Regions from separate parts of the Sus scrofa genome. Here regions 2, 3 and 4 are each linked to region 1. Evidence: chromatin contacts called from public Hi-C data. All regions are on one chromosome and are shown on one strand. The core of a region is the stretch at or near the end of the contact, and the rest is flanking DNA. Distances in the headings are between cores, read along the strand shown.

Region 1 (7,666 bases), core at 2,526-5,025:
AGCATAGTGAGGTGATAAACTTCCTCCTAGCTTCCCTATTTGTGCCATACGAGATAGAAGATAATCTTATAAGAGAGTGAATAAAGATCATGGGATGTCTTTTAAAAAACTATATACAAGCTAAGCTACAGACTTACTTTAGAGGACAGGAAATGGATGCCTCACCAGAAAGGCCACCTTGCCAAGTTCCTTTCCACATTCTGCCCAATGTACCCATGAATACTTTCACTTTCCTATTAACACACCAACCATCTATATTAGTTGTTTCTTCACATTTTAGAAGATGTAACATACGTTTGGCTAAAGAACACTTGGCAAAAATAAAAGTTTTTTTTACATCTCATTTCACAAACTAGAAATGGCATGATTTTTAAATAAACCAGATAAATAATATATTGAATTCAAGATGGGCAATCCAACCCAAACTGAAATCAGATAGCCCAGACAATCCAAAGAAGCATTTATGCTAGTTCAAGAGCACTAAAGTAACAAGGCATGAGGAAAAAATGTTAAGAATCTCAGTTAAAATGCATGGTGTCAATAGTTGTTTCAGTTTTGTGCTGAGCAAAGTTATCCTCCCAGCTAGGTCTAATTTCAAAATCCTCTGTGAAATTATTAGATAAGCTATATGTTGAAATCACATTCTAATATGGCCATTGAATTTATTATAAAACTATATACAATAGTGAGTGGTACAAATACATATTTTTTTCCTCAGGGGCTAGTTTGCTAAAAAAATGGTAACAATTCAGTAGCAGGGGGAGGGAGGAGAAAACTCTACTGTATCTGAAATACGATTGGCAATGGAAGCTAATAACCAAAAGAATATATATAAGCTTCCTTTCACAAAGATATAATTTAACACTCTTCATCATCTAAGTAATTATCCACTTTTATTTATTCGTGTGACAGTGTCGGTAACAATGCATTTTCATTGAGTAGTGAATAAAAGAATACGAGGCATACTGGGAAACTGGCATAAAGTCATATTATATATATAATTTTTTTTTTTTTTACAAAACAAGTACACTGAAATTAAAGTCACAAAACTCCTACTTATGGACTATTAAAGTTGAAATTTTCAATTCAGAAAGCAATAGCATTTGAATTCTAAGATCGCAAGAGTCAAAATTGCAACTCTTATTAAAATAATTCTCCTAAGAAGCTGCCAAGCAGAGATAAGCCTTAATATTAAGGATATCGTATGTCAAGTTCTAGCCAGTATGAATCATTCCATGGCAGAATACTTAAATTTGAAAAATAGTGGTACAAAACACTACTTGACCCTTTAGATATTGCAGTAAAATCTGGCTGTGGCACCACTGGCTAAAAACCATTAAGTCTTGCTGCCACCAATGACCAAAGGCACTTGGATAATCAAGAATTCCACACTGGGCCATATGGTATAAATGCTATTATAAAAGTGTAAAAGAAGGGTCAGTACTGTGTGACTCGCCTGATCAACGATTCCTGTGGTCTTCAGCTGTCAACAAAGACCGGTAACTACAAACATAATTACAAATGGAATTAAGATTTTTTAAAAAGTTAACTCATGGAGCAAAAGTCAACTAATTGTCATAATGTTTATAAGAATAATGGATATTATTCTGGGCATTTCTTGCTATCCAACAACAGAAAGTAAAGAAAGAGATCTATTTTGCCCAAAGTAACTTCAACCAGTTATTTGATACCAAGAAATGCCCCCACCCCTCTAGATGACTAATAGTTCTGAGAATTCTAATGGGTATTCTGTTTATCATTTTAATCACAAAGTTTGAACACATTTATTTCTTCTCTGCTATTTGCAATTTAAAATAGGTTATCCTTCAACTATTCCTGGATTTGTATGTTAGACCAGTACAATGAAGCCAAATCATTTCCAATAGGATTCCATCCATCTCTTTAACCAACACCAGTTCTTTATAACTAATTTTTCTTTATCACAAGCCATGTGGTTTCAATGCACTTTAATTTTTATTTAATTAAAAAGAATCTTAACAAGTCAGCTTTTCCTAAACAGAACTTCATATGAGTTTATACCATTTTATTTAGGAGCTCAGTAAATATAAACATTAAATTTCAATATAAAATCTTTAGGAACACCTCAAAAATGTTCAAACAGTTGTACTTTGCATCTCTTTGTTTGTAATCACTGAGCCCATGGAATTCAAAGCATACAAATCCTTGCACTATTACAGTCATAAGCTTGAATCTCTTAGAAAAATATCCTTGGTCAGAGCTTTGGAATCCGGTTAAAATTAGGAAACGAATGGGATTCAGAATACCCTGAGTACAAAACAGGTTCAATCTTTCGTCCAGAAAGAGGGGTGGCAGTTGCAAAGAAAAATGGGGTGGGGGGAGGATTTGGGGGGAAAGCAAGTAGATTCTGGCTTTATTACACAAACACGAAACCAAATTCCTTTGGAAAAATAACGACTTCTTCAGAGAACTTCCAGACCAGTGAGGTAGAGTCCAAAGGGAGAAAACGGATCTGCCCCTCCAGTCCTGGAGATGTCTCAGTCCGGGGTAAGGAAGCATAGGGCCCTCCCCTGCGGGTCCGGCTGTCTCCTCCTCCGCAGCCCGGGCGCCAGGAGGCAGCGGAGGGCACACCTGTCCCTGAGCCCCAGACGGCGGCGCCGCGAGGCCGGGAAAAGCATCCGGTGACTTCTTTGCCCGTAAAGTGCACGAGGGGACGGGGTCCTGGCCGGATCTGTAAACACTCGACTGACACTTGTCCATCCCTCCAGGCGGAAGCCCCGTCCCTGGCCGGGAAGCCGTCGCGGGCTGCGTTTCACGCCCGGGGCACGGGGAAGCGGCGGAGCCTCACCACGGGTTCCAGGTTCACTCGCAGGACTTGGCTTGCCCGGCGCCGCGCCGCCGCCAGGCTGCGCTCGCCCCACACGTCGCCGCCGACGCGAATGGTGGGAAAGGTGGTCAGCGTCGGGGTGGCCGCCCTCCAGATCTCCTCCAGGGTGCGGCCCCCGAAGCAGGGCCCGGGCGCCGCGGGCTTGGCAGGGCAGCTCTCCTCGGGGGCCGGCAGCGGCGACAGCGGCGGCGGTGGCGGGGGCTTCCTCCGGCGGGCGGCGGGCGCCCGGGCTCCGCGGCGCCTCCTCCTGGCCGCCGCACTCGGTGCTGGCCTGCGTGTCCGGCCGCGGGCAGCGGGGGGTCCCGGGGGGTCGGGGACCAGGGCCCGGCAGGAGGAGTAGCCGTAGACGTCCTTGCTGCGCAGGATATGCGGGGAGAACTGGTGCTTAAGGCTGCAGAGGAAGCTCCAGAGCTCCGCGTCCGAGCTCATGAACTCCGTGCTGCGGGGCATGAACAGCTTGAAGGCGTCGCCCAGCGCCTTGGTGCTGTCGGCCAGCGACAGTTGAGACCGCGAGTATACCACCTTCTCCTCCCGCGCCTCCAGCTCGGGCCCTGCTCCCGCCCTAAAGCCGCCGCCCCGGGCGGCCGCGGCCGGGGCTGCCGGGGGCCGGCGCCGCCGCCTCTTCACGCTGCGCCGCATCGGAGGCCGCTCGCGGCCGCCCGCGTTCGCCGGGTCGCGCCGCCGCCGTCGTCCCCGCCCGCGTTCGGCTCTGCGGCGGCGGCCGCCGCTGGCGCCTCCCCGGCCGGCGCGTCTCTCGTTACTTTTCTCGCCGCCTCCGCCCCTCCCCCTCCGAGGGCGGAGGACGCGGGTGAAGATCCTGCCGCCCGGTACAAGATGGCGGCCGGCGCCCACCCCTGGGCTTTGTCATTGGACGGCGCCTCGCCCCCCTGGTTTCTCTTTCTTCTCCTCTCTTGCCTCCTTTCGCCCTCTGCCTTTCTTTAAATGTGCCCGCCTCAGGCTCCTCCCACTGCAGCCCCGACTCCACCCATTGGGTGCTCTCAGAAGAGGGGCGGGGACTAATGGGGGAGAGGCCAGTTCCTGGAAGATGGTGCTGGAGTGGGTGATGGTGGTGGCCCTTGAACGCGAGTCAACAGTTGGGTGGTTATATGAGGTGGGGGCCCTTGACTAGAGTGAAGGGTGGACATCAGCTCCACCTTGGGGAGAGTCACTCTCAGAGTGAGTGGGTGTGCATTTGTGGATTGAGCTGGGGGGGTCTACCAGTCGGAAATAACAAAGGGAGACCTACCCAAAAGCTGTGGTTTTTATCAGAGAAAGGGAATTTGGGTCTAGGTGTAGAGGGAATGGGCCTTTCACAGTTCCATTCTAAACCTTCATTTGGCTCTTTTGCATGTTCATCAACTCTTCCCACTTTGGACCCAAGCAACACTAGCAATCCAGAATCAAGTAGGCAATATGGACAGTGTAAGTGGCATTGTCTCCCTCTAGACAATGGAACCATCTTCACATTTAAGAGATACTCCACTTAATAGGAAAACAAAGCCTCTTATAGCCATAGAACTAAACACTCTGCTCAAGTTGATCAAAGATCATTTACAACAAAGCCATTCTCCTTACAGAAAATACCATTTTTAAATACAGTTTTTTTCTAAATGAGTACACTTCACTTTTCATTTAGTTTTAATATGTCCCTCTGCAGCACCATCTCTATCATTGAGAAGGAATGCAGCATCACAATCAAAAAGGTTCTGTTGAAGGGAACATTAAGAAGCCATTAACTTTTGTATTTGAGAGGAGGGGATTACGAATGTTTGTAGAGTAGTGGGCAGTTTTTAGTCCTCTTTTCTATCCTCAATATTTAGTTCAGTGTCTGTCAGATAGTGGGCAGTCCACCTTGAGTTTATCAATGAAATACCACTGATAGTTTAAAATGATATGAGAAAGAAGGATATATTGAAATCACTAAGAACAAGGATAATTTTATAGTTTCTATTTTACACTGCAATTTTCTCCTAACTCCATTAAATTTTTAAGGTTAAAAAAAAATCTCCTAATGCTTAGAACTCTGAGGTAGGCATGCAAATTTTACCCTTCAGTGAGCATCATATTTTGCAGTGGAGAACTGATAACAGCAGAGCTTTGTGACTTGCACACAGCTGCTAATGGTTCCCTTGAATTTGAGCTGAAAGATACCTAGTTCAATCTCCTTATTTCACAGATGAGGAAATTTGGTCACACAGAGGTTCAGTAATACCAGTTCTTGATCAGGACTAAGTCTTTGGATTCCTAATCTAGTGATCTTTATATGTCACTGGAGGTTTTTCAAATTGTGCTGCTCAAACAGGTTCAATAGAAAATGCTTTATGCAAGAGTGGGGTGATCAAGGGACAGAGCTGTACCCCTCTATCTGCTTCCACTCCTCCCCAAATTGAACAGTTTTTTAATCTGTCCTATATTGGATTTACAGATGATGTTTTCTTTGAACCAGACTTTGTTTTCATTTCAAAAATTAAAAACATATATATTTTAAAAGTTGCTTCTCTACACCAGAGCACTCTCTCCACACAGTGGGTCTACAGCAAAAACAAAACTTCCTCCCAAGAGACCAGTTCTCAACCTACCAAAATCATGGTAATTCTCTGAAGAGAAAATCATTTTCCTAGGAAAGCATACCCTTATCTCAGAACAAGATTATGGAGCCAATTACCAGCTTCCTAAATCCTTATAAAGAAGTGATATTACAACAACTCTTTATGTCACAATTCGTTCTCTTGGTAATTCTGGGAACACATACTAACATGAAATTTGTATAACTTCCATTGGAATGCCCCTGCAAGATAGACGTAGAAAATCTCACAGAGTAAGCCAGCAGAATGGTAAGGGGACTTTGTAATAAAAGGGTAAAGTAAGGTTCTCATATTATTATTTCCTCCCTTCCATGTTAATCATATTATAAGTACTTAGAGTACATAAATATGGAAACACTTGGGGTCTTTCATCACATCAGTATATACCAGACATCTACACAGACAGAATTGATTTCAATTAAAAGGATAAATCTTTTTATAAGACTTTTTATGCTAAGAAGACATAAGATTTCAACAAATTGCAGAGTATTTGGCAATTCATTTTTATAATACATGCTCATTTAATTTACTTAAAACCAAACAATATCTTTATGGGATATTATTAGATATTAATATCACACCAAAGTGCTTAAATTATTATATAATTTAATATCTGGCATTGTTTGATTTCTCTATTCTTCTGCTTCTTATTTTTACATTTCTTCTTCATCGCTACCTTTTGATTAACTTACACAGTCTTACAAATGATTCTTATCCATTCTCTGTGAGTAAAATTTATACATGAAGATAATATATTTCTTCTAGTTTCTGGGACTCTCCTAAGACACTAGAAGGTTTATGGAAAGCCAGTAAGTTAAAATTTTGTTCTTGAGGAAACATTGTTTAAAATGCTGAATTTATTCCTTTACCTATCAAGGAGAATGGGGCTATCTCTATCTGATAAATAGTGGTGGACAATAAGACTAAACAGCAACAACAAAAAAAACTAGCTATATATATATATTCTGAATTTATAATTTATGTAGTTTAAAAATGAAACAAAGTAGAATAAAGTGATAGGCAAAATTAAAAATAATACATAACTCTTAGCTATCCAGCACTTGTACTTTAAGATCCCACTTCTATAAAATAATTGACTTCTTGAAAAGTGGCCACGAAAATAAAAAAGTATATGTAAGTGGTTGGGAACAACCACCCTGGAATCAAATAGACTTGAGATCAAAGAAATCTTTGTAACAAAATATCCTTAGATAATTTTCAATCCCTCTGAGCCTATTTCCTCATCTATAAAATGGCCATAATCTCTAATAGATTGTTTTGAGAATTGGATAAGTTGACAATAGTAAAAGCTTTACTGTAGTGCCTCTATCACAGTAGACATCCAATAAATAACATGAACCTTTGCTCGTCTTACTTATGAGTATTCAACACATTTCAACTCCTATATTACAGTGAGAATCTATAGATTTTAAGTACCAGATTGGTGAAAAATCAAATGAGATTTTACAATGAGAAGGAAACTTAAGAGATCTAATGAGTCTTAATTCAGATGAGAATATTGAGATGCCAGGAGATCTTCCCAAATTCACACAGCTGAATTGTGGGAGCCTCTCAACTAGAATCTAGGTCTCAGTTAATCCAGAGTTTCTAGCATTCTTGTACTTCATCCACGGAGACAGCATAAATTTTTAGTTCAAATGAAATTACATAGAACATGACTCATCAAATTCACTATTTTTATTAGAATGGTTATAAAGTAATTTAGATTTTTTTATAAAAGTTATCTCAAAGCTCTGATAAGCTCTAAAACTGCTTAATGTAAATTACACAAAAACCATGTAAACTGAATGGCCAGGACTTCCACTTACAGGAGATGAAACATATGTACTCTCCCCATTTCTCTTGCTACTTTCAACTTAAAAACCCTGGACATAAGAAGACTAAAGAATGGAGAGGAGAAAGCAGACAGGCTAAGGATATCAGAGACCAAAAAACAACCCAGCAACAAGTTCTGTGGTTTTTCTTTTTTTCCTCTTTTCTGCACACATGTCAGACTGAGTACTAGAGAATCCAGCAACCAAGACATGCCAACAGACATAAAAGACATAAAAGCTCTAACAAAACCTTGCTCTCACTAGCTTTAGGATCAAGGAAGCAGTAGCCTAGCAAGACAGAAACTTTAGAAAATAATCAATCTGCTAGAGTGGAACACTACCAACAAAAACCAACAACAACTTCTCCAGATTGTAACTAG
Region 2 (7,666 bases), core at 2,528-5,027, 490 kb before region 1:
TGGCTGACTTCACTTAGCATGATAATTTCTAGGTCCATCCATGTTGCAAAAAATGCTGGTATTTCGTTCTTTTTAATGGCTGAGTAATATTCCATTGTGTATATGTACCCCATCGTCTGATCCTCTCCTCTGTCAGTGGACATTTAGGTTGTTTTAGCTATTGTAAATAGTGCTGCAATGAACATCGGAGTACATGTGTCTTTGTGAGTCATGGTTTTCTCTGGATAGATGCCCAGGAGTGGGATTGTCCAGCTTTTTTCTAAAGTTGTTTGTCTACTCTATGTCCTTTGCATTTCCATATGAATTGAGTCTTTCCTCATTATGTGTGATGACAGGTTTTTCATAGAGGCCCTTTATCTAATTAAGAGTTCCTTTCTATTTTGAGTGTGCTCAGAGTTTTTATAAGAAAGATGTTGGATCTTGTTCAAACATTTTTCTCTGCATTTATTGAGATGATCATGTGGTCTTTCATTTTAGTTTGTTATATGGTGAATTATATTTGTAAAACATTGATTGATTCTTGAATATTGGATTAACCTAATATTCTTACAATTAACTCCCCCCCCCTTAGTCATGAGGCATTATTCATTTTAAACAGGCAGTTGTCTTTTAAAGAGTTAAATGAGAAGAAAAAAAATCTAACCAATATAGTTATCATTTCACTGGGTCTTCAAACCTTTGGTTTGGATCCATATTTTTGTTTGGCATCATTTCCAGTCCCTTCCCTCCTCATACTTACCTTTCTGAAAACTTTATCAATTTTATAGTATGGAACTGCTGATGAGAAGGTCTTACCACTTTTATATGCCTCAATATCTTTATTTCATTCACATTTTTGAAAGATACTTTCACAGGTATAGATGATTGTTTTCTTTCAGAACTTTAAAGATGTTGCTTTATTTTTGGCTAACTTTTATTGTTTCTAACAAAACTAGGCCATCTTGCTTACTTTTGTTCCTTTGACTATAAACTGTCATTTTTCTTTGGTTTTAAGATTTTCTCTTTAACACTGGTTTTCAGAAATGTAATTTTTTTTTTCTTTTTAGGTCTGCACTTGCAGCATATGAAAGTTCCCAGGCTAGGATTTGAACTGGAGCTGCAGCTGCTGGCCTGTGGATAGCCACATCCATACCAGATTGGAGCTGCATGGCAACTCCAGATCCTTAACCCACTGAGCAAGGCCAAGGGTTGAACCCACATCCTCATGGATGCTAGTCATGGCAGTGCCCCAACAAGAACTCCCAGAAATTTGATTTATTATGTTATTTATAGCTGTTTTGTGTTTCTCGTGCTTGTACAAGGGGTTGGTTGAACTTGGGTCTGTTTATAATTTTTATCAAATTTTGAAAAATTGCAGCTATGATTTATTCCCATATTTTTCTGTTTCTCCCTTTCTTTTCTCCCCTTTGGAGACTCTAATTATATGTGTAACAGGCAACTTGATGTTCTCTTCCAGTTCAGTGATGCTCTGTTTATATTTGAGTCTGTCTTCTCCTTGTGTTTTATTTTGGGTAGCTTCTCTTTCTGTATCTTTATAAATTCACTAATCTTTTCCCTGTAATTTAATATGCTTTAAATCCCATTTAGTTTATTCTTTATCACAATATTGTAAATTTCATCTTTAGAAGCTGAATCTTTTAAAAAATATCTCCCATGTCACTACTTAACATGTTCAATATTTCCTCCAGCGTTTTGGACATAAGGAATATATTTATAATGAGTACTTGAATGTCATGTTCTCATAATTCTAGTATCTGTGTCCATTATGCTTTAGCTTCAGTTGAGTTTTTTTCTCCTTATAGTAGATTGTAGTTCTCTGCTTCTTTGTAGGTCTAGTAATTTTTGATTGGATGCCAGATATTATAAATTTTACCTTTTTGGCTGCTGGATATTTTTATAGTTTTATAAAGATTCTTGAGCTTTGTTCTGGGATGCAGTGAACTTTGCTTGGAACAGTTTAATCCTTTCAGGGTTTGCTTTTGAGAATTGTTGGGCAGAGACAGAACTGTCTTTATTTCAGAGTTAATTATTCCTCATTACTGATGCATGGTACTTTTGATCTCTACCACATCGCTCATGAATTTATAATGTTTTCTCATCTGATTAGCAGAAACACACACTAATCCTGGGCCTGCACATGTTCTAGGTACTGTTTCCTTTAACTTTTTCATGTAATCCCTCACACACATGCTCTGATCAGTATTCTCCTAATTACTCAAAGGGAACATTATCAGAGCTCTCTCTCCCTCCCTCTCAACCTGTGCAGTTCTCTCCTCTCTGATATTCTTCCTTGCATGCATTTCAGGTAAATTCTAGCTGCATGGTCTTCTTCTGCTACTTTTCTGCTACTTTTTTTTTTCAATACAGAGAACCCATCAGGCTTCCCTGGGTTCATTTCTTTTTTGTTTCCTGTCTTTAAGGGATCACTTTCTTTGTTGCCTAGTGGAGCCTCTTGTAAACCGTGGTTTATATATATATATTTTTTTTATTTTTCTAAAATTGTTTCAGGAGTGCAGGTACATACAGCCCCTGTTACTCCATCTTGGTTAGAAGCAGAAGTTCCCAGATCATGCCCTTAGTCATGGCCTTGATGAAAGAAATACTGGGGAAGATGACTCCTTACATCCAACCTCAGTTGGAAGGTCCGTTTGCCATCTTCCCTTCTGGCCGAGTGGGCCATATAGGCCCTTGGCTCAGGTTGTGGTCTTAGGAGCTGGGCTTGGGGTATAGAGCTGAAGAGCCCAGTCTTTCCTGTGGAGGGTGGAGAAGGGAAATTGCTATCTATATTCCAGATAAAAGAGCATCAGAACATAGACATTTTTTTTCCTCTAAAAAATATTTTCTGCATTCTTCAATTAAGTTGAAGATTTCTTTAGGCTCTGGCTTTTTTATTCAGTTCTCGTGAGTGAAATCCTACTTTTCATGCAGGAATTCCAATACAGAAGGAACTCTGGGTAGATCAGAGGATTAGTTGATACAGGTGCAGAAGGTATGGCATGTGAAACAGCAAAGCTCATTAGGAGAAACTTTTTAGATAAACTTTGAACAGAAGACTCTTATCAGGTTGAAGGCCTGGCCTGTGTTTTAAAATTATAACACACCTCTGTGAACTAAAAATCTAATGGGCTTAGAGCAGTTTAAACATTTATCTCCTGTGTAATCTAGCCTTTAAAAGCCTCTAAAGACCTTTTATGCTAATTGGCCTTCTGGGCCATGTTATTCAAGTTGAGAACTTTTACTTTAAAAATCATATTTCTTTGTCAAACAGAAAATCCTTAGACTCCATGTTTGTGTCTTCTCCCTGTATGCCTCAAGGCAAATACATCGATAAATGTCATAAATTCCTTGCCTTCCAGAATGTTACTAGAGATTTATTATTGGGAAGAACAGAAATGGATCTGAAGCCTCAAATTCCAGGCTGTGAGTCTATACACAGAACCAACAAAATGTATCAAATGGATGTGGGTGATGAGGCCCAGGGAAGTTTGTTAGGTTTCTGGAACTGGAGGGATCTGTGCTTCTTGAAGGGACATATCAGAATGTCAGAGGGGCTGGAAGCCACAAAATGAACACAACTCTTTGTGACCATCAGTTTTATGTGTTGCTAAACATTTACAACATTTTTAGAAATAAAAAGATCTATTAGGATATAAAATGTAGAATTTGCTGCATTTTAGATAAAAATCAGACCTAGAAAAAAATACTGGGCCTTAGGTCACCTTGGATCACACCCTCAGAATGCAGGTGGTGGAGAGGTTCTGATCATTCTCCTGCATGGAATAGGGGTATTTCATTGGAAAACTTGAGAACCTTGCTCAAAAACTACAGTTACCCTACAAAGAGGAGGAGAGAGGAGCCCCTTTATGGAAGGCCAGCAGCTGTGCAGTGGGCATGGAGAGAAATGTTGATGGGCCGAGCCCATGCAGACACCCCTGAGAACTACCAAAATGGGGACAAGATCATTCTACTCACTCATTCATGTATGCACCCATCTCTCCCTCTCTTCCTCCCTCTCTTCCTTACTCTCTTCCTCCTTCCTTCTCCATCCATCTGTCTGTCCATCCATCCTTCCATCCATTTTATGGCCCTTATAAAATGCCTCCTCTGTATCTAGGATAGTAGTAGGTGATGAAAATGAAAAAGGATAAGAAATAGTCTGTGATCCCAAAGAGTTTATTATCTAGTGCAGGATTTCTCAGAGTTCTTCCTGCCGTAACAAATATAATTGTGGAAATACTTGCTAAATCTATTGAGCAGTGCCAAACTGTTCAAAGCGATTTACATGAAATAACTCATTTAATATTTATAATAACTCTTTGGCTCAAGCACTGTTATCATTTCCACTACACAGCTGAGGAGCAGGTGGACTTTGTTCTCTGGGCTGAGAGTTATTGTCTAGGGGGTTAAGTATGTTTATAAATAATTATAATGCTGTAAGTGTAATTTGAATACAAGAATAATAGGACCAGTTATTTCTGAGGAAGTGTAGACCCCTGATTCCAGATGGGAGACCAACTGAGCATGGCACCCCAACATGGAATTTCTTTCCTGCTAATTATCACAGAATCACAGAATCTGGGGCCTGCTACACGCATACCTTGTTTTATTGTTTTATGCTTGCTTTATTGCACTTTGCAGATAATGGTGTTTTTCACGTATTGAAGGTTTGTGGCAGGCCTGCCTTGAGCAAATTTATCAGTACCATTGTACCACTGTTCACTTCAAGTCTCTCTGTCTCATATTGGTAATTCTCACAGTATTTTAAACTTTGTCATTATTATTATATTTTTTATGGTGATCAGTAATCTTTGATGTTACTGTTGCAAAAAGATGATGACTCGCTGAAGGCTCAGATGATGGTTAACAACTTTTAGCAGTATTTTTAAACTAATGTATGTATATTGGGTTTTTTTTTTTTTGAGATGATGCTATTGAACACTTAATAGACTACAATATATGCATTGGGAAACCAAAAAAATCATGTGACTCACTTTACTGCAATATTTGCTTTATTGAGGTGGTCTGGAACCAAACCTACGATATCCCTGAGTTCTGCCTGACGATAACTTTTCACAGCATTTGGCGTGAGGTTTTGAACAACTTCAGTGGCAAAGCTCTCCCAACCTTACAAGGCAGCCCATTCTGTCTTTGGTCAGCCTGAATGGTGGGAAATACATGTATTATTAAAATCTGCCTCGTGATAATGTCTGAAAATCGGTCCTTGTCCTGTTCTTAGGGCATCGTTTCTTAATGTTCTGTGTACGGGGTGCTAATAGGCATCATATGGGGAAATAAAAGAGAGAGTCACGTACATAGTAGGTATAGTAAGTAAATTCTAACAAAGTTTTTTTTTTCTTAATTAGAGATTTTCTCAGAATCTTTTGTATGCTAAAGTTCTTTGTGCATCTCAGAGAGGGATTGCCTTTGTGGCATTTTCCAAATTTATTCACCCATGCAGCTCTCTTCTTGATAGGTACCTATTACTCCGTTGGTAACAGCTGGGAAGTTAAGGCTCTGGTGTCCCTCCATTAGACTTAGCATGATCCTTCTTTCCAGGCCAGCTTTTCAAATGCTTGGGCATGTGCTCCAAACAAAGCTTTCTTCAAACTAAACATCTCTGTGTCTTTCAGCCTTCTTCATAGTCAGGTTTTCAGACCTTTCTCCCTCTGGCCACCCTTCACTGGGCAGCTCTGATCTGCCTATGTCCCTCCTAAAGTGTGCAGTTCACAGCTGAGGATAATAGCTCTGTGTAGTCTTTGGGTTTGTCCTTTGGATACAGAACCCTTAAAACACTGTCATTGTGTTCTTTTATTTCCAACCTGACAAGGGTGGGTTAATCTGACTCTCAGCCCAGAAATGATGAAGGCAAGAGAAGCTTGTGGAATTTGGAGCAGTTCAAGGAAGAAATGGAATAATTTTTGTGTTTGAAGCTTTGAAATGTCTTAAATAAGCAACCATTGGAGAGCCTACTATGTGTAAGGCTGTGTGAAGGGTAGAAGAGATGTAAGCCATTTAGTCTATCACTCAAAGAGCTGATTGTTAAACTGGGAAGATGATTAACAGAAAAAGCAAAAATATAAGATAGCAAAAGAAAAAAATTATGCAGATTACCTAGGGTGATATGGAGTCAAGGAAGAGTCACTGCTAGCTGTTTTTTATCTTTCTTTCACAATATCCCATATATCCAGTAAGGACATTGCTGATGGGAGAAGAGGTGTATGCCTTGCTTTGCAGAGTCTATAGTTTGGTGGTGAAGTGATGCTTTGATCACAGAATATTTTTTCCTAATGACATTTTATAGGATTAGAAATGTGTTTTCTGGAAGAAAGTAATGTTTACTCCAAGTCAAAAATCATGTCCTGAACTGGAGTCAGCTTCTAAAAAAGTACAATGTGTAAATGCCAAGACTGAGAGGGAGTTTTTTTGAGTACAAAGTATTACTCAGAATAAGCTAAGAAACACAAATATTTTCTTCTTAAGGCAACTCCCACACCCAGGCAAGGCAGTGTGGTGGCTAAGAGCACAGACTTTCGAACCAGACAGCTTAGTTTCCACCCCTGCTCATCTACTTCTTAGTGAGTGGCCCTGGCTAATTTCTCAGTGGCTTGTTTTCTTTTTTTCTTCCTCCCTCCCCACTTCCTTCCTACTGTCTCCCTTCCTTCCTTCTTTCTTTCCAGTATGGGGCTACTTAAAAGCACTTTACCTCATAATATTGTGGTGAGTATTAATGAGCTTCTGTATGAAAAGTTGTGAGGACACTCAGAATATCCCTTTTAATTTATGTATCACTAGAACACAAATCACCCCAACACATAGCTTAAAAGAGAATCATCATTTATGTTCACCATTTCTGAAGGTCTGGAGTTCAGGAGCAGCTTAGCTGGGTGATTCTGGCTCAAGACTTCTCATGAAGTTGGAGTCAGATGTCTGCTGAGGCTAAGGTCATCCAAAGGCCCAACTGCGCTGGAGAGTCCACTTCCACTCACATGTCTGGCAAGTTGGCACGGGCTGTTGGCAGGAGACCTCAGTGCATCTTTACATGAGCCTCTCCATGGGATCGCCTGAGTGTCCTCACAACATGACTGCCACCTTCCCCTTGAGTGAGTGATCCAGGAGACCAAGGTGGAACTGCAGTGACGTGTACGGCCTAGACTTGGAAGTCACACGTTGTTGCTTCTCCTTTATTCTACTCTTACTCAGGAGGAGGGACTGCACAATGGCATGATTATCAGGAGGTGACCATCAGTCGGGGCCATCTTGGGGGCTGGCTACCACACCCTTTGGGGAGGGACTGTTTCTATGGGTATGGGACAGTTAAATACAGAATATTTTAAAGTAGCGGACTCCATATGGACACTCAGCATTATTTTCTCAAAGAAGAGTTTTGTAACATGACTGCTTTGCTCTAACTCACATCTCAGGTGTTTTGGTTTGTATTTCCCTGAAAGTAGAACCTGGGGCAAGGACTTGGTTACCTTCCCCTGGGGAGGTAACCACCCCTGCCTGTCAGGTTGGTACTTACATTCAGGGTCAGAGGTCCTTATGGTGTTGGGGGAGGCTCTGAGTTAAAGTGGAAACCTTGGCTCTTTTTGCAGGTGGGATACTGTGAGCTCACAGGTGGGCTGAGGGATGTGATGTGGACCCTAGAGACATTTGCTCCATCAGG
Region 3 (7,666 bases), core at 3,514-6,013, 400 kb after region 1:
TTTGTTTTACCTCTACTGTTCGTAATCATTCCCTTAATCTTAAAAGCTCTCTATGTTTTGTCTTTGCTAGGGTTTAGCCACAGAATAAAGCCACAAAATTTTGCCTATCTGCCCTCACAGGTGTTTGAGCAAACCTTGAAACCTTCTCTGATAAAATACAGTACCTGGAAAGTGTTCTCCAGAGGAAGAATGAAGTTTATGGAAACATAGGATCTGGATGATATGCAGTACAGTGATCCAGAGTTTTATTTGCCTAGGAAAAGAAATGCAGTTAAAAGATAACCATGAAAATACCATAAAAAGACCAGGATTAGATATTTAGTGTGCATTTCTATCACTTTTTGCTTTAGTTTGAGGGTCAGTCTAACAAAGGGCCAGATGATCTAAAGAGCCAGGGAGTAAATTTTGTAGGGTCTGCAGGCCATGAGATCTATGTTGCAACTGCTCAACACTGCTGTCTAGCATGAGTCAGCTACTGATAATGCAGAAACAGCTGGTGTGCTTGTCATTCCCATAAAACTTGATTTAAGGAAGCAGGCAGCCTGCTTTGGGCTCCTGTGTTCCAGTCCCTTATTTAGAATGTAAAGGATCCTGTGAGTCCTATACAGTTGTGGCTGACCAGATTGCTAGAGCAGTATTATTTTTTTTTTTGGCTGCCCTGTGGCATACGGAGCGCCTTGGGCCAGGGATCAGATCTGAGCCACAGCTGCAACCTTTGCCACAGCTGCAGCAACACTGGATCCTTAACACACTGTTCTGGGCCGGGGACTGAACCTGCAGGATGCTGCCAATCCTGTTGTACCATAATGAGAACTCCTTCAAAACGTTTTTGCTTCATTTGCGGCATGTGGAAGTTCCTGGGCCAGAGATCGAACCCATGCCACAGCTGTAACCAGAGCCACAGCAATGACAACACCAGATCTTTCACCCACCGAGCCACCAGGGAACTCCAAGCTATTCTTCTGTTCTCACAAGTCATACATGTTTATTAGAGAAACAAAGGCTCTTTAAATGAATGCCCCTAGAATCTTCCGTGATTCTTAGGCTCAGAGGTCACTGCAGTCAGCAGTTTTGTACACGCATCCCTTCAGATGGCTATCTTTGCATTTTCTGTTTGGTTGCATTCCTCATTATATTTTGATCATGTATTATCTTAAATATGTGCAGTTTAGTCTCAGTGGCCCCAGCAGGCACAAATATAGGCCTCACCTTAGTCCCGTTGATGGTCTTATCTTTCTGCTTGTCTGGAACTGGGGTGGAGGAATCTGTGTCACACATTGATGCCCTTTTATTATGGTCAACAGAAGAGAAAGGACAATAAGAGCCCAGCAACAACTGTCACCCATGGATGACAATCTGGGGAGGGTTCCTATTACCCTGATGTGCCTGAGAGGGGCTCCCTGGGCATGCCCCCAGCTACTGCTGCTCCCCAGTGGGAAGACCTCTGCACGGATGTGGAAGATGCTGGGAGCAGCAGCATTTCTGGGAGGAAGTTGGATGGCTGGGCCAGGGCAGAAGGGAACCTCTTACTGTTTACCCTTCCAGACAGGCAAATGTGTCATGACGTCCAAGCAGCAAGACTAAGCGATAAGTGATGTTAAAAAAACAAAACAAAACAAAACAACCCAGAAAGATGGAGATTTTATTGCCCAGGGCTTGTGTATTTTGCAGTGAGATTTAGCTTGAATTACTTTTACATCTTTTCTTCCACCTGTCCAACAGAGGGACATTTGATATTTATGTGAAATGCGACGGTGTTGGGAGGTGTGTTGGGAACTACGACAATCGTGGGAGTTTCGGCGAGCTGGCCTTAATGTACAACACGCCCAGAGCAGCAACGATCACCGCTACCTCTCCTGGTGCTCTGTGGGGTTTGGTGAGTGGAGTCTTTCTTTGGACTGAACATCTTTTATAAAAGTTGTTATGACAGAAGTCAGGCAGCTGCCGCATTTCAGTTCTCATAGGTAGCTTCGTTTGGGGTTGATTAAGCAACTGCTGGATGCTGACCGTTTGGGCACTAAGACTGTGCCCTAAGACTGTGCCCTAAGACTGTGCACTAAGACTGTGCACTAAGACTGTTAGCCTTCTGTTTCCCAGTCAAGTCTGGAGTTGAACCTGCCAACCAGGCGAAAGACAGATCCAAAATGCTTCTCCCTCTCTTTTTTTTTTTTTTTAAACCCCTCTTAAAAACCAAAGCCTTCGGTGCTGTTTTTTTCAGATCGCTTTCTGTGGTATTATAATCTGTGGTTCTCAGAGCGTGTGGGTCCCCTGACCTGGGAACTTGCTAGAAATGCAGATTGAGGCCCCACTTACGGATTCAGGCCCGTTGACTCAGAAACTCAGGTGGGGCCGGCAGCCTGTACTTGAGCAAGCCTGTCCATGCTTGAGAAACCACTGTCATCTGAGCCACTCCTGTGGTGTAAATTGATTGTAACAACTCTGCATTGACAAGCAGCCCTGCAGAGAGAAAATAGTTGATTCCTGTGCTTCTCACTTACTACACATCAGAATTACTTGGGGATGTTTTAAAAAAGTCCTCTTAACTAGGCCCCACCACTGAGAAATGTAATCAGACTCTGAGGGTTGGGTCCTGGTGAAATAAATTTCTTTTTTTCCTTTTCTCTTTATAAGTGCTGTACCTGCGGTATATGGAGGTTCCCAGGCTAGCAGTCAAATCAGAGCTACAGCTGCCAGCCCATGCCACAGCCACGGCAACACTGGATGGAAGCCACATTTGCAACTACGCCACAGGTTGCAGCAATGCCAGATCCTTAACTCACTGAGTGAGGCCAGGGATCGAACCCACATCCTCCTGGTTACTAGTCAGGTTCTTAACCTGCTGAGCCACAATGGGAACTTCCCCAAATAAATTTCTTAAAGGTGGTCTGTCTACAAGACTTGAAAGTTGACTTAAAGACATTTGGGTGAGGGGAGGGAGGGAGATTCTTTTCATAGGTGATATTAGGATGCAGAGGAGCAGACCCCAGCAAAGCCGATTCTGAAAGACTGTTTAAGCTGATGCTTAGGGATCACCTGGGGATTTAGTTAAAAGGCAGATTCTGATTCATTGGGTCTGGGAGGAGGCGGAGCCTTAGAAGCCCCCTGGAGACAGCAGTGCTGCTGGTGCCCAGATTTAAACAGCCCTGATTAAGGGAAGGTTGACAATATTTGTATTCTCTTTTAACATTGTGAGAAACATCACACACTATATATGTACACTTTTGTCTTTTGCTTTTTAGGGTTGTACCTGTGGCCTGTGGAAGTTCCCAGGCCAATGGTCAAATCAGAGCTGCAGCCCCCAGTCTGCAACACAGCCACAGCCACAACAACGCGGGATCCGAGCTGCGTCTGAGACTTAGACCACCGATCACGCCAATGCCCGATCCACGGAGCGGGGGCAGGGTTCGAACCTGTATCCTCATGGACACTAGTTGGGTCTGGTACCACTGAGCCACAACAGGAACTTCCCACCCTATAGTTTTGACATGCATCTACTCAGTTATTTCTGACAAGTCCTTTTAAGGAGGCGAGGTGAGGTAACAAGAAGTACAGGACTGCAGCTTCACAGGAGTTACGCATTATCAGTCACCACACAGTGTTGGACTCTGAAGTGGATTCAGCTGATAGAAATCTCTTGATTGGAAAAATGAGATATATTGTGCACTTCTTTTTTTTTTTTTCTGTCTTTTTGCCATTTCTTGGGCCGCTCCCGTGGCATTTGGAGGTTCCTAGGCTAGGGGTTGAATCAGAGCTGCAGCTGCCAGCCTGCGCCAGAGCCACAGCAACTCTGAGCCTCCTCTGCAACCTACACCACAGCTCACGGCAACGCCGGATCCTTAACCCACTGAGCAAGGCCAGGAATCGAACCCGCAACCTCATGGTTCCTAGTTGGATTCGTTAACCACTGAGCCATGATGGGAGCTCCCCCTCTTTTGTTTTTTTGTCTCATTTCTTCTTATTAAAACCAGGCAGTTACTTGTTTACTTATTAAAAATGTGATGAGTCACTTTTTAAGTGCTGGAAGAAGAATTGGAATTGTTTCCAGTTGGAATTGGAATTGTTTCAGGCTCATCATCTGAAGTGTTTTAAGGAGGATGAAAGATCTCAGTACCCAAAGCCAGCAAAGTTAAAAACTCAAACCTGAGTGAACTTGGCCCCTAGGAAGTGCTTACCTGCCCTGTCTTGAGTTTCCTTAAGGAAGGTATCACTGAAAATTTAATCATCCTGATGGGGTTGCTATCCAGAATCAGATTGTCACACGGAAGCCTCCTCTCTGCAGTTCCTCTGAACAAGGTCACATATTTAGCTGGTTGGCCTTTTGATTCCTGATAGTTTTCAGCCCTGGCGGGAACCCTAAACTACTGACAAAGGCCCAGCATTTCCCAGGGTGCATGATACTTAGGTCATTTTCAGAGATTTTTACTAATCTGTACATATTTTAAACTTTACAAACAGTGGCACAGTGAGTTAAGAATTCAACTGCAGCAGCTCGGGTCACTGTGGAGGTGCAAGTTCAATCCCCAGCCCCAGTACAGTGGCGTAAAGGATCTGACATTACTACAACTGTGGCATAGGTTGCAGATGTGGTTTGGAGTCAGTCCCTGGCCTGAGAACTTCATATGCCATAGGTGCAGCCGTTAAAAAAAGAAAGTGGACAGTTTGTGATGATCACCTTGGGGTGTGTGCATAAGTGCAATAGCTGCTTTTAAAAATCATAATAATTAACATAATCAGTTAATACTTCAAACCTGCTTTCTTAGCAATTCACCTAACCAGCCCCCTTCCGGAGAAAGTTTTAAGACCAACAGATTGGAGCTCTGCCGCATCAGTGCAGGTATAAAGATAAGCAAATCTCAAGAGAAAAGTCCTTTGTAGAAGAGTCCAGCTTTGTAAATAAGACGAGGTCACTGTTAGCCCTGGGGAATTAACTGATCTGCAGGACTGTGCTGGTGATTCAGAGAGGTGAGGACTGAAATGACTATAGGATGAAAATCTTTGAAATGGGACTTTCTGGATTTTATTTTTATGTCACAGTGGGTGTGAAGAGGTGAGCCACTAATAGAAATTTTTTTCTGACACACATTGCTCATTATGATTAATTTCTAAATTGCTAACCTCTTTCTAGGCTTCTCTGTTTTGCTGTAAACTCTTCTTCATAAAGTGGTGTGCAGCCAGTCCCCAGAACAGATTACATAGCAGAGTCACTTGGAGAGTTTTTACAGAATACAGATTATTATATATAGAGTCCTGTGTGCCAAGATTTTGAGTCATTAAAGTGTGGGATCTTAGGAGTTTCCGTTGTGGCTCTGTGTCTTAAGAACCTTACTGGGATCCATGAGGATTCAGGTTCGATCCCTGGCCTCACTCACTGGGTTAAGGATCTGGTGTTGCCATGAGCTGCAAAGTAGGTTGCAAACACCGATCCCTCGTTGCTGTGGCTGTGGTGTAGGCTTGGCAGCTGTGGCTCCAATTCAACCCCTAGCTTGGGAACTTCCATATGCCCTGGGTATGGTCCTAAAAAAAGTAAATAAATAAAAATAAAGTATGGGATCTTAGAAACTTTTTTTTTTAAAACACCACTGCTGATTCTGATGCAGAGCTAGACTTGGAAATTATTTCAATATTTTACAATTATCTTAAATTTTTTTCTCTTTTTAAAAAATGACTAAGTCTAAACTATAACCCTTATAAAATTATAATAAACGAAATCGGAGAACAAGATGTTTAGTTTCCTAGAGACTTAATCCACACTTGCATTTTTCCCCCATCCTATCAGTTCATTTAAATTCAGCCTTAATATGTTGGCACAGTAATTTATTAAAGAACATATTCCAATTAATTTTACTTTATATTAAACGGTATTGTTGTTTATCAGTTTATGCCAAACTAACGTAATTCTGAGCACTCTGAGAACTAAATGTTTGGTAGGAATTTTTGTAATATAAAATTTGTAGTAAAACCATTTTTAGAGCCATTAGCTTTAAAGTTTTCCCTGGTTCCTTATTTCACTTCTGTATCCTTGAGGTTAAGTAGTATAAACATAGGAACATTTTAGAATGATGAGCATGATAAACACTGTCATCAAACTCTCCTCAAAGAAGTCGTAGTTTCTCTGTATATTTTAAAAAAGAAACTCTGGTATATGGATGTGATAAAAAGCCTAGTCAATAATTTTTCTATATCTCTTTACATTGTAAGTGCATGATTAAAAATTTTTCCTAATACTGTTTTCCATCGTTTTTTTTTTTACTGCAGTCCACAAGAAACACATTAGGAAATGTCACACCAGTGTATATGTTTGTGTGCCTTTGTGTATAATGGAAATAAATATATAACTCAACACTTGACTAAAAAGGATGCCCACAGATTTTCTCTTTTGTTTTTTCTTTTTTAAAGATGAAAATGCCGGTCATGGGTCAAGGGGGTCAAAAGGTACAAATTTCTAGATACAAATGCATGCTGAGGACAGAGTATACACCACGGTAACCAGTTAATAGTAACAGTGTTGTACATTTGAAATTTCTCATCACAAGAAAAAAAATGTGGTAGCTATATGTATGGTGATGGATGTTAATTAGAGTTAATATGATCATTTCACGATATATACAGATACTGAATCATTATGTTGTACATTTGAAACTAATAAAATGTTGTGTGCCAGTTACACCTAAAAAAAATGCCAGTCATGTCCCACCGAATTGATTTCATAACACTCTAAGGCTGTTATCTGTAGCGAAAGAACTCACTTGCTGGTTTCAATTCTCAGAAACTAAGTAGGATGATGGGGTTGCCAGGGGCTGAGGGTGGTGGGGAAGAGGTAGGTTAAAGAGAAAAAACTTGCAGTTATGAGTAAGTTTTGAGGATCCGGTGTAAAACGTGATGATTATAGTTAACAACAGTATATACTTGAAAGCTGCAAAGAATAAATCTTTAATGTTCTTACCACAGAAAAGAAATGGTAATTATGTGAGGTGATAGCGGTATTAACCATCTGTGGTGGTAATCATTTCACAGTATATAGGTATGTCATATCAACGTATTGTTTATACCTTTAATGCATACGTCATAAATCACTTTTCTCTCAAAAGGGGAGGGGGTGGGGCAGGAAAGAACGGGGAGCGTATTAAGTGGTGCGACAGCGCCACCTTGTGGTGTAGCCCGCCGGTTACACGTTGGTGCTTTCTTTAAAAAACCTGAAAGTCACGTTTTATATGGTTCTACATGTATGCTTAAAGAAGTAATCTGAAATGAGTTACGTTAGAAGTATAATGATGTTCATCTTTTATTTCAAAATCTTCAATTATTGTTTGTTCTTTGTAGGGAATAAATTCAAACTGTCTCTTCAAACCTTCTTTCCCCATAAAGTCTACCTTTTAACTGTCTTCGTATTTGACATTCTGCCTTTAGGACAGGGTAACCTTCAGGAGAATAATTGTAAAAAATAATGCCAAAAAGAGGAAAATGTATGAAAGCTTTATTGAGTCACTGCCATTCCTTAAATCTTTGGAAGTAAGTATATGTTTGTGCTTTTATTTTGCTTTAAAAGCTTTTGTTTTGTTGGGAATGCTTAGTTCTATTGGAAGTTTCTTTGAATAATAATTTATCCATATTTTCATTTGAGAAGATTATATAGCGTTTGTACAGCTCAGCCTTTCTTTTCCTGCCT
Region 4 (7,666 bases), core at 3,506-6,005, 380 kb before region 1:
AGATAAGCTTCTAAAACCTGCAATCCCAAGGTTAAATACCTTTGTATGACAATTAAAGAGAAGTATGAGAAATATTTAAATTGCACAGAATATTTCTGTGAGAGCAAAGTATAATTCTCCCCTGAGCTGTGCTAGATTTCCTATAAGGTTAATGTGATGTCTTCCCAAGAGCCTTTCTCCCGCTATAGGATCAATGAACAAAGGCAACTACTACTCAACTGTTTTTGCAGTTATAATCGTGAAGAAACCACCTGAAGCTAGTATTTTAACAACATCACATGTATATAAGAGAACATGGAGTAACTGACCCAAGGTCACAAACTAAGCTATGTCATCTATGTAATATCTAAGGGCACTAGTAAGAGGCACTTATACTGGCTAGGACTCTGCCTCTTCAAAGGTAATGTGCTAGAAATAGCAAAAATCACAACTGATTCTTTCTTCTTTTCAATCTATTCAAGATTGCTCAAGCCCTGAACTTCTGTTGCCACAGAAAATAATTCATTGCTATTTGGCTTTTTTTTTTTTTCTTTTCGGCTGTGCCTGTGGCATGAAAAAGTTCCAGAGCTGGAGATGGAACCTGCAGCACAGCAGTGACCTAAGCCATAGCAGTGACAATGCTGGGTCCTTAAGCTGCTGAGCCACAAGGGAACTCCACTATTTGGCTTTTGAAGCAATAATAACTTCAAAATACAATTTCAGGATTTTTGGATTATATTATCCTGAGGAAGGGGAGAAATTTCAAAACCAGCCATAATTATGCTTGCCTCTTCCCTTAAACCTTTTGGTACAGAGTTCTTGGCAACTTGTATGTTTTTTCTGCCACACCTTTAAGAGAGATTTCATCAACTGACAAAAAGTACACCAGCTTCTAATATTTTTGTTTTGCAAGATACACTACATTTCTTACTGACTAAAACAATCTTCCTATGAGATATATTCATGATTCAGATTTTGTTTCTGTTGCGTGAGGTCTCGTATAATTTGTAACATAAAAGTTACTGGAAAAACTGCATCCTAAGAATACACAGGTACTTTCAGACATACAAAATGCAGCAGGACCACAATTCTCACAAGGCTCAGGCTGCCATGGGAGCAGCTGTGATGATACTTGAGTATGTGTTCAGAAGTGGTGAAAGAGAAGCTACTATGAAAAATAGGAACAGCTCAGAGGAAGACACTGGGCAGCTAAAATCCCCAGCAGGACTAACTTGCCCATAAGATGATTTTCATCTATCTCTAAATCTTTTCCTCCAAAGAACCCAAACTTAAGATTCGTTATTCTGCCACTAATGAGGAAGCAAACTCTTTTTTTTTAAAAAGGTGCCTTGGGTGCTTCATCACTGTAAATTATAGTCTTTTTTAACTTCTGAACTCAACTTTTACCCATCCTAGACTGTAAAGGACATCTTTCGTCTTTTATAATACTGAATAGGTTTCCGACATTTATTAAATTAATGGATTAAAATGTGCTGAGGTCCAGATAACCAGTTTACAAATGACCTTTTGAGAAGCAACCCACACTGGACAGCACATTTCAACTAACATGTGACGTGGTTAAAACTGTAAATTGCTTATGGATTACTTTCATGCACTATATATATTATTTTTCCCACAAGGACCAAATTGGCATCTTCTATTTTAATCTACTAACAGGTAAAATGTTAAGAAATGTTGAAAACTATTCTCTGCTGTAGTTTATCTACATAGAAAGGGAAAGAACAATGGAACTGAATGAATCTTTTAATGATCCACAGTTATTTGGAAACTAATTGATGGTTATCCCAGAGAGAAGTGAAAAAAATGCCCTGTTTCCTTTACCAAGTGTTCTAAATGCTTTTTATGCACTGCAATGGTTAAGGCCAGCCTAAATGCACCACCTTTCTCTAGCTGGCTTAGCACAATGTAAATAAAACCCAGTAGATAATTTTGCTTTAAATCATTCTGAAAATATAAATGATTACCTCTTAGGATTGTATCTGTTTTTAAAATTTGTATTAAGAACCCAGGATGAAAACAGAACAACTACATTTACCTATTTTCTAGTTCATCAAAATGCATAATAAAGTATGAAATTACAGAAATGAATATATATTTTGGTTCAAATTGTCCTAAACCTTCTGGAAAGGATACAGGTGAAAACGAAATCCCAACATGTAGTCATGTGCTTGGACACTATTCCACCTATTTGCAAAACACCATTCTTGGTGCCTAGACAGCCAATGATCCTTTCTTCAGTTCTAGAAAAAAGAAATCAACAATATTCTGCTCTCTTCCAGGTACATATCTAAAGCTACTGGCTCCCTATTTTAATTGGCCAATAGTTTATAAGTACTGATAAGGACATATATGTAACATTCTCATGTAATGTACAAATAAAAGTAATTTCACTCCTTCTAGACTCAAGATTACCATTTCTGTCCCTTCTTCATCTAAGAAGATAAAAAGGCAAAAATGATAAATAGGCTATAAGGACCACTAAAAATGTAAGGAAAATGAAACGTAAAGACTAAATTGTGAGCATGAAATACACAATCTATCTTACTGTACTGCTCTAAGCCACTGGTATAAGACATATCAACCTGAACAAATCCTCCTGAGGAAATTTGGGGAGGGGGTTATGAAATTTCTTATTAAGGTAAAAATGTCCTAAAAAGGTTCTGAAGTAGAAAGGGGACAAACACACCAATGTGAACTGAAAATGGACAGGAATAAACTTTATTAAAAAGATGTAAATTCTGGAGTTCCCGTCATGGTGCAGCAGAAATGAATCTGACTAGGAACCATGAGGCTGTGGGTTGCATCCCTGGCCTCACTCAGCGGGTTAAGGATCTGGCATTGTGTGAGCTGTGGTGTAGGTCACCGACGCGGTTCGGATGTGATATTGCTGTGGCTGTGGTGTAGGTTAGCAGCTGTAGCTTGACTGGACCCCTAGCCTGGGAACCTCCATACGCCATGGATGAGGCCCTAAAAAGAAAAAAAAAGAAGAAAAAAAAGAAAATTCTAATAGTGCAGGTAAGTATGCCTTGCTAGCAGAATAGAAAACTTCACGCTAGAGGGACTACAAACTAAAAAAGCTTGCACTCTGCTTTGTTTTTAAAAGTTGGACCAACCAATCTCAGTTTACATTTCCCGTTTTCAGCAAAATCATAAGTTACTACATTAAAAAATTTGAAAATGATTTTAAAGATTTAGTTAATGAGGTCCTGGAAAACTATGAATGAGACCATTCTAAAAATACTCAAAATACTATGAATGAACTAAGTGACAAAAAGAGCATAAGTAAACCTCTATGATCTCCTGGCAATTGTGTAGAATTCCACTTCAAAAGTCCATTTAAAAGACCACTTGTTAAAGAAACTTGGTTCTAATCCATCTAAATTATCACAAGTAGAATATTAAATCAGCTGGAAAGAAAACAATATAAAACTTAAGTAAAATGGGATTCTCCAAAATACTTTATTGGAATTAAAAAAAAAAAAACCCAAAAACCCAAAGCAACAAAATCACAAAACCCCAAACTAAAAACGTCATGCTTTAATCACTATATTCTGAACTCTCGTGCTGTTCACAGTAAAAACTAAAATTTATTTTACGAAAGTGGGGTTTCCAAGCTGACAGCTCATCTTTTAGGTGTCCTGACTAACAAAATTTCTCAGCAAAGTATAGTCCAGTTTACTTCATATAATTTGGATACTAGGGGAAAAACCATTTGCCGGATTTGTCTCTAATCACTCTTCCCTTTTTACTAATGTACATGAGCTTCAAATAAAACGAGGTAGCTATACGTGCAAGGGTCCAATAGGTTTAGTAACACAAGGTTGTGCCGCTTTTCCCTCAACAAGTTCTCTAGGGTTAACTACAGTTCATTTAACTACTTGTGTTTCACTTTCTTTTTCACAGAAATCCTGCAGTGGTCCTAATGGGATAATGGCAGATTGGCTTTCGCAACAGGGGATATACGAAGCATGAGTGATTACCAGCAGCAAAGAAGTTTGAAACGGAGCCCAGAGGAGTGGGAAGGGGGAATCCATCAGGGTGACCAGAGACTGATAGCTAAGTGTCCTCTGCGCCCGAGCCACAGGCAGAGGAACGTGGCTGGCTGCTCCCGCACCCCTGAAGAACCTGGCCCACCCCTTCCTTGGAAAGGGACGTACCTTCCCACTTAGGGGGTGGGCTCACACGACACACCTCAGCGGGGGAAACCCCACTTCTCAAACCTCGTTCCCGGTCTCTACGGCAGAACCCTAGGGGCCGTTACCTAACTGACCCGGCTCCTCCAGCGAGCCCTCGCCCAGGCCGGCCCTGCCCTCCCCGGCCCGGGGCCAAAAGGCCGCGCTCCTGGGGAAGGCGTGCGCTCAGCCGGTGACGCCCCAGCCTGCCCGCCGCCCGCAAACCCGCACGAGCCCCCGGCGGCGGGCGCGCGGCACCGGCCCGGGCCAGCCTCAGCCCCTAGCCGCGCACCTCCGACCACGCACCCCCAGGCCCCGCCTCCTGCCGTCCATCCCTCCATCCCTCCTCCCTCCACCTCCTCGCCACTGCGGCGCCAGCCTCACCTGCCCGGTCCCGCCGCCACCGCCGTCCGCGCCTTCCCTTGGGGCCGCCTCGCGCCAAGACCCCAGCCCCGACACCCCGCCCCGCGCTCGTCCCCGACGCGCCCTCTCTTCCTCCGTCACCTGCCCCCGCCTCGAGCCTCTACCTTGTACGAGTCGGTGGCCAGGAGGATGTTGAATTCGGCTTCTGCCGCAGCATTCATCTCGGGCCGGAGTGTGGGGGCCACGCGCCGCGGGCTGCCCGGCGCGGCTGCGAGGAAGGAGAAAAATGGGCTTCACCGCGCTCCGTTGCTTAAGTCACCGCTCGGTCGGAGGGGGAGGGGGAGTGGAGGGGAAAACGGAGCGGGGAGGAGGGGCCAGAGGAGGGCGGGCCTGGGAGCCGTGACGCGGTGAGGGTGGCGGCAGTGTCGGAGCGGCGGCGGAGGCGGTAGCGCACTCACACTCAGGGGACTCCGGCGATCTCCTCACCCCGGTTCCCCGCCCCCGCCCCATCGCCCCGGCGGGGACGCTAGGGGCGGGGCGCGGCCGCGCGTGCGCAGCGTGCAGGGGGCGGGGCTGGGCGGGGAGGACGTGAGGCACGCGCTCTTTCTCGGAAACGCCCACCCCGGGAAGCCTGAGGCTGCGGGGCTGCCCTGGCCCGTGACCCCGGCGCCCGCCTGGCTTACGTCTCTCGGCCCCGCGCAGCGGGGCGGGGCCGGGAGGGGGCGTTCCCAGGCTCGCCACTCTTGCGATTAGCCGGTTCGCCTGTCCCGCTGGCACATTCCTGTCCTACCCAGTCCTGGCCCTTTTTTCAGAGTCCTCCTGAAGTCACGCCACCCGGCTGGGGGCCGAGGAGCCTCCCTCTGCTCATCTTCCCGTTCCCCTCGCGCAGTTACTCACCTTTGTCTCTGGCTTGGATTAAGGATGGAACCTTTTGCCTCCATCCCTTGAGTCCCTTCTGGTCCTCCTAACCCTCTCTTTAAAATCTGAACAGCTGAAGTGAGGAATAAAAAGAGCTGAGGAGCCGCTTTATAATCTGACGCATCGCCCTCGCTTTCCTCCGGCTCAGTGGCTGAGCCCTTTGATCCTCTTGGGGAGGTTTTGACTTTCCCCGATAAAATAGCCTGCGCCCAAAGTTGGGGGCTGAATTCAGTCCTCACAGATAATGAGAGGATAAGAACTCGCTGAATCTAATATTGCTGAGAAGTATACGGCAAAGGGCCAAGTCTTTGACAAGGTGCGAGACTGACTTTTATCATTATAATTGCTCAATCTTGGGAAACGGGTTGGCAACTTGGAAAAAAAAAGCAAAAAACGAAGTGAAACGACGTCGGATGACTTCATCCAAAGGCAAACCATCCATTTGCGCAGTTCTCATACGTGGTTGTATTTTTGAGTAAAACCAAGATTCCCTTTGTCTCTGGGATCAGCAGCTGCTTGTGTTTTTATTTTATTTTTTTAGATTTAGGTTTTACAAGATAGAAGTTGCTGGGGAAAGGGAATTTAATGAAAATTGGAAGAACTTTATAGATTGTAGTTCAAGCTAGTGGAAGTCTCATTTTATGCGGGGGGGGTGTGGAGGCTGTGAATGAAGAGAAATTCATCATCCGAAAAGAGACCGATTCAATTAAAAGCAACTTCAGTTCAGACGATGTCTTGGAGTCAGTACACATTGCTGACAGTCGCCTCCATCCATAGGTGGACCCCTTACAGGCAAAGATCACAGAAGTGGTGAGAAATCCCTGGGAACTCACCAAGGTAGTGAATAATTCTAATGCATTTAGGATTATTTTCAACAACAAAGTTTAAAACAGACGAGGCTTTTTGGGTTGACCTTACCTGTGTTTACTAGGGAAAATTACTTTTGAAAATATTTAAATAATTAAAAATATTTAGGGAGATTTTGTTACATTACTTCAACCGGTACAATTCAAAGAAAAATGATCGTTTTGCTCCTTTTAATGTGGTACCTTTTTTCTTCATTCATTGAAACTTTCTATAATCTACTTAAATGACAAATGCGTTTTGCTTAGCTTCCTGGAATCCATGTATGTATAACTGACTCTTGTTCTATGCTGCTTCATATAGGGGAAAAAATAGGATTCTGATTACAAAGTGGGCTTTGTTTATGGTAGTATTTTTGGGGTTTTGTTTTTTGTTTTTAAAGCAAAATGAAATTTCAACTCCCAGTCTTTGAGTTGAATTTACAGTTTTAAGGTGAAAAAGCTTAATACAGTACAAGTAAAAATATTTCTATTACACTGACATTGCTTATTAAACACAGAAACAGTAGTAAGGCCTGCACTCATATTAACAGCTTAAGCCCTTAAAGAGGAAAATGAGGTCATATTACCAATAGAAAATCACCACTGGTTTAAGATAGAATTAGGCATGCTCTGTATGTAACTACATGGTTGAGCAGGACCAGCTTTGAGTTAGTTAATATTTAGTACTATGAAATTATCACCAAATATAAAGTCAAGATTTCATTTTGAAATGGCCTCCCCTAAAAGACAATTAACAGCTCGCATTTAGCATGTTTATCTCATAGCTTGTAAAAGATCTGAGAAATTGTTTTTCCTAGGTCCCCACGACATGACAAATGATGACAAATACAAAGATTCACATGGGCCCCCTCACTTTATTCAAAGTTCTGGATTAGTTTGCCATTCCTACCAAACATCCAGTCAAGCAGGGTGAATTGGGTTCCAGCTCCTTGTTTATTTCCCCCAGCATGCTATGAACGGCCTTCGACTCATACACTGATCAAAGTGGGTGTTACTGTTCCATTCCTGTTTCCACACACCCTTCCAGACAACCTTTGGTACACCGTGTATTTCAAAGTTCCCTCGGATATTCTAATCAGACCTGAGTTCACCTCAGTGTAAAAACACTGGAGCAGAAGGTGCAGGAACTGACAACCCCTGTCACCCTTCATAACTTTCTCAAGCCTTACCAAGCAGCAACAATGTCACAAAGACAAATTTAAAGGAGGTACTTAAACCTTTTTCCTATTCAAACTAACAGGACCCTTTGGGGATGCCCAAGAGTTCTAATTTCCTGAGGGAAAGGTCTCATCTACAGAAAGATAGGGGTCTTCGTGAGTCTGATTATCCTTGCTGCCCAGGCCTGAA

Evidence for each region. A called contact is a pair of places that touch in the nucleus more often than the background predicts.
Region 2: a contact with region 1 is called in a Hi-C map of retroperitoneal adipose tissue, with 2.1 times the contacts expected there. The contact joins the enhancer-like site here to the promoter of CCDC71L in region 1. A contact is called at or near these places in 8 of 47 Hi-C or Micro-C datasets (embryonic fibroblasts, fetal heart ventricle, fibroblasts and 5 more) and 2 of 2 datasets of contacts at active chromatin or transcription factors (alveolar macrophages and skeletal muscle).
Region 3: a contact with region 1 is called in a Hi-C map of retroperitoneal adipose tissue, with 1.5 times the contacts expected there. The contact joins the enhancer-like site here to the promoter of CCDC71L in region 1. A contact is called at or near these places in 14 of 47 Hi-C or Micro-C datasets (alveolar macrophages, embryonic fibroblasts, epiblast stem cells and 9 more) and 2 of 2 datasets of contacts at active chromatin or transcription factors (alveolar macrophages and skeletal muscle).
Region 4: a Hi-C map of embryonic fibroblasts shows a contact between it and region 1, with 2.0 times the contacts expected there. The contact joins the promoter of NAMPT here to the promoter of CCDC71L in region 1. A contact is called at or near these places in 2 of 5 promoter capture datasets (fetal liver and liver), 5 of 47 Hi-C or Micro-C datasets (embryonic fibroblasts, fetal heart ventricle, fibroblasts and 2 more) and 1 of 2 datasets of contacts at active chromatin or transcription factors (alveolar macrophages).

Annotation. Positions count from the first base shown.
Region 1 is chr9:106,541,549-106,549,214 of Sscrofa11.1, forward strand. It overlaps CCDC71L (coiled-coil domain-containing protein 71L), which reads right to left and starts at 3,776. Exons shown (of 1, transcript XM_021063516.1): 1 at 1-3,776. The coding sequence starts at 3,505. The coding sequence ends at 2,792. The region is part of intron 2 of LOC102163285 (a long non-coding RNA gene); the gene reads right to left.
Region 2 is chr9:106,055,899-106,063,564 of Sscrofa11.1, forward strand. All of the region lies in intron 1 of LOC110255500 (a long non-coding RNA gene), which reads left to right. Among named protein-coding and RNA genes, the nearest start is that of SYPL1, 75 kb to the left of the region's middle. Within about 2 kb of position 3,778, at least 6 of the 83 cell types and tissues checked have an H3K27ac peak or open chromatin away from gene starts, as enhancers often do. A contact at or near this core is called in mesenteric adipose tissue and retroperitoneal adipose tissue, where this site is marked.
Region 3 is chr9:106,940,403-106,948,068 of Sscrofa11.1, forward strand. It overlaps PRKAR2B (cAMP-dependent protein kinase type II-beta regulatory subunit), which reads left to right. Exons shown (of 11, transcript XM_021102599.1): 6 at 1,723-1,876; 7 at 7,408-7,509. Among named protein-coding and RNA genes, the nearest start is that of HBP1, 22 kb to the right of the region's middle. Within about 2 kb of position 4,764, at least 9 of the 83 cell types and tissues checked have an H3K27ac peak or open chromatin away from gene starts, as enhancers often do. A contact at or near this core is called in retroperitoneal adipose tissue, where this site is marked.
Region 4 is chr9:106,157,086-106,164,751 of Sscrofa11.1, forward strand. NAMPT (nicotinamide phosphoribosyltransferase) reads right to left here and starts at 4,756. Exons shown (of 11, transcript NM_001031793.2): 1 at 4,700-4,756. The coding sequence starts at 4,756.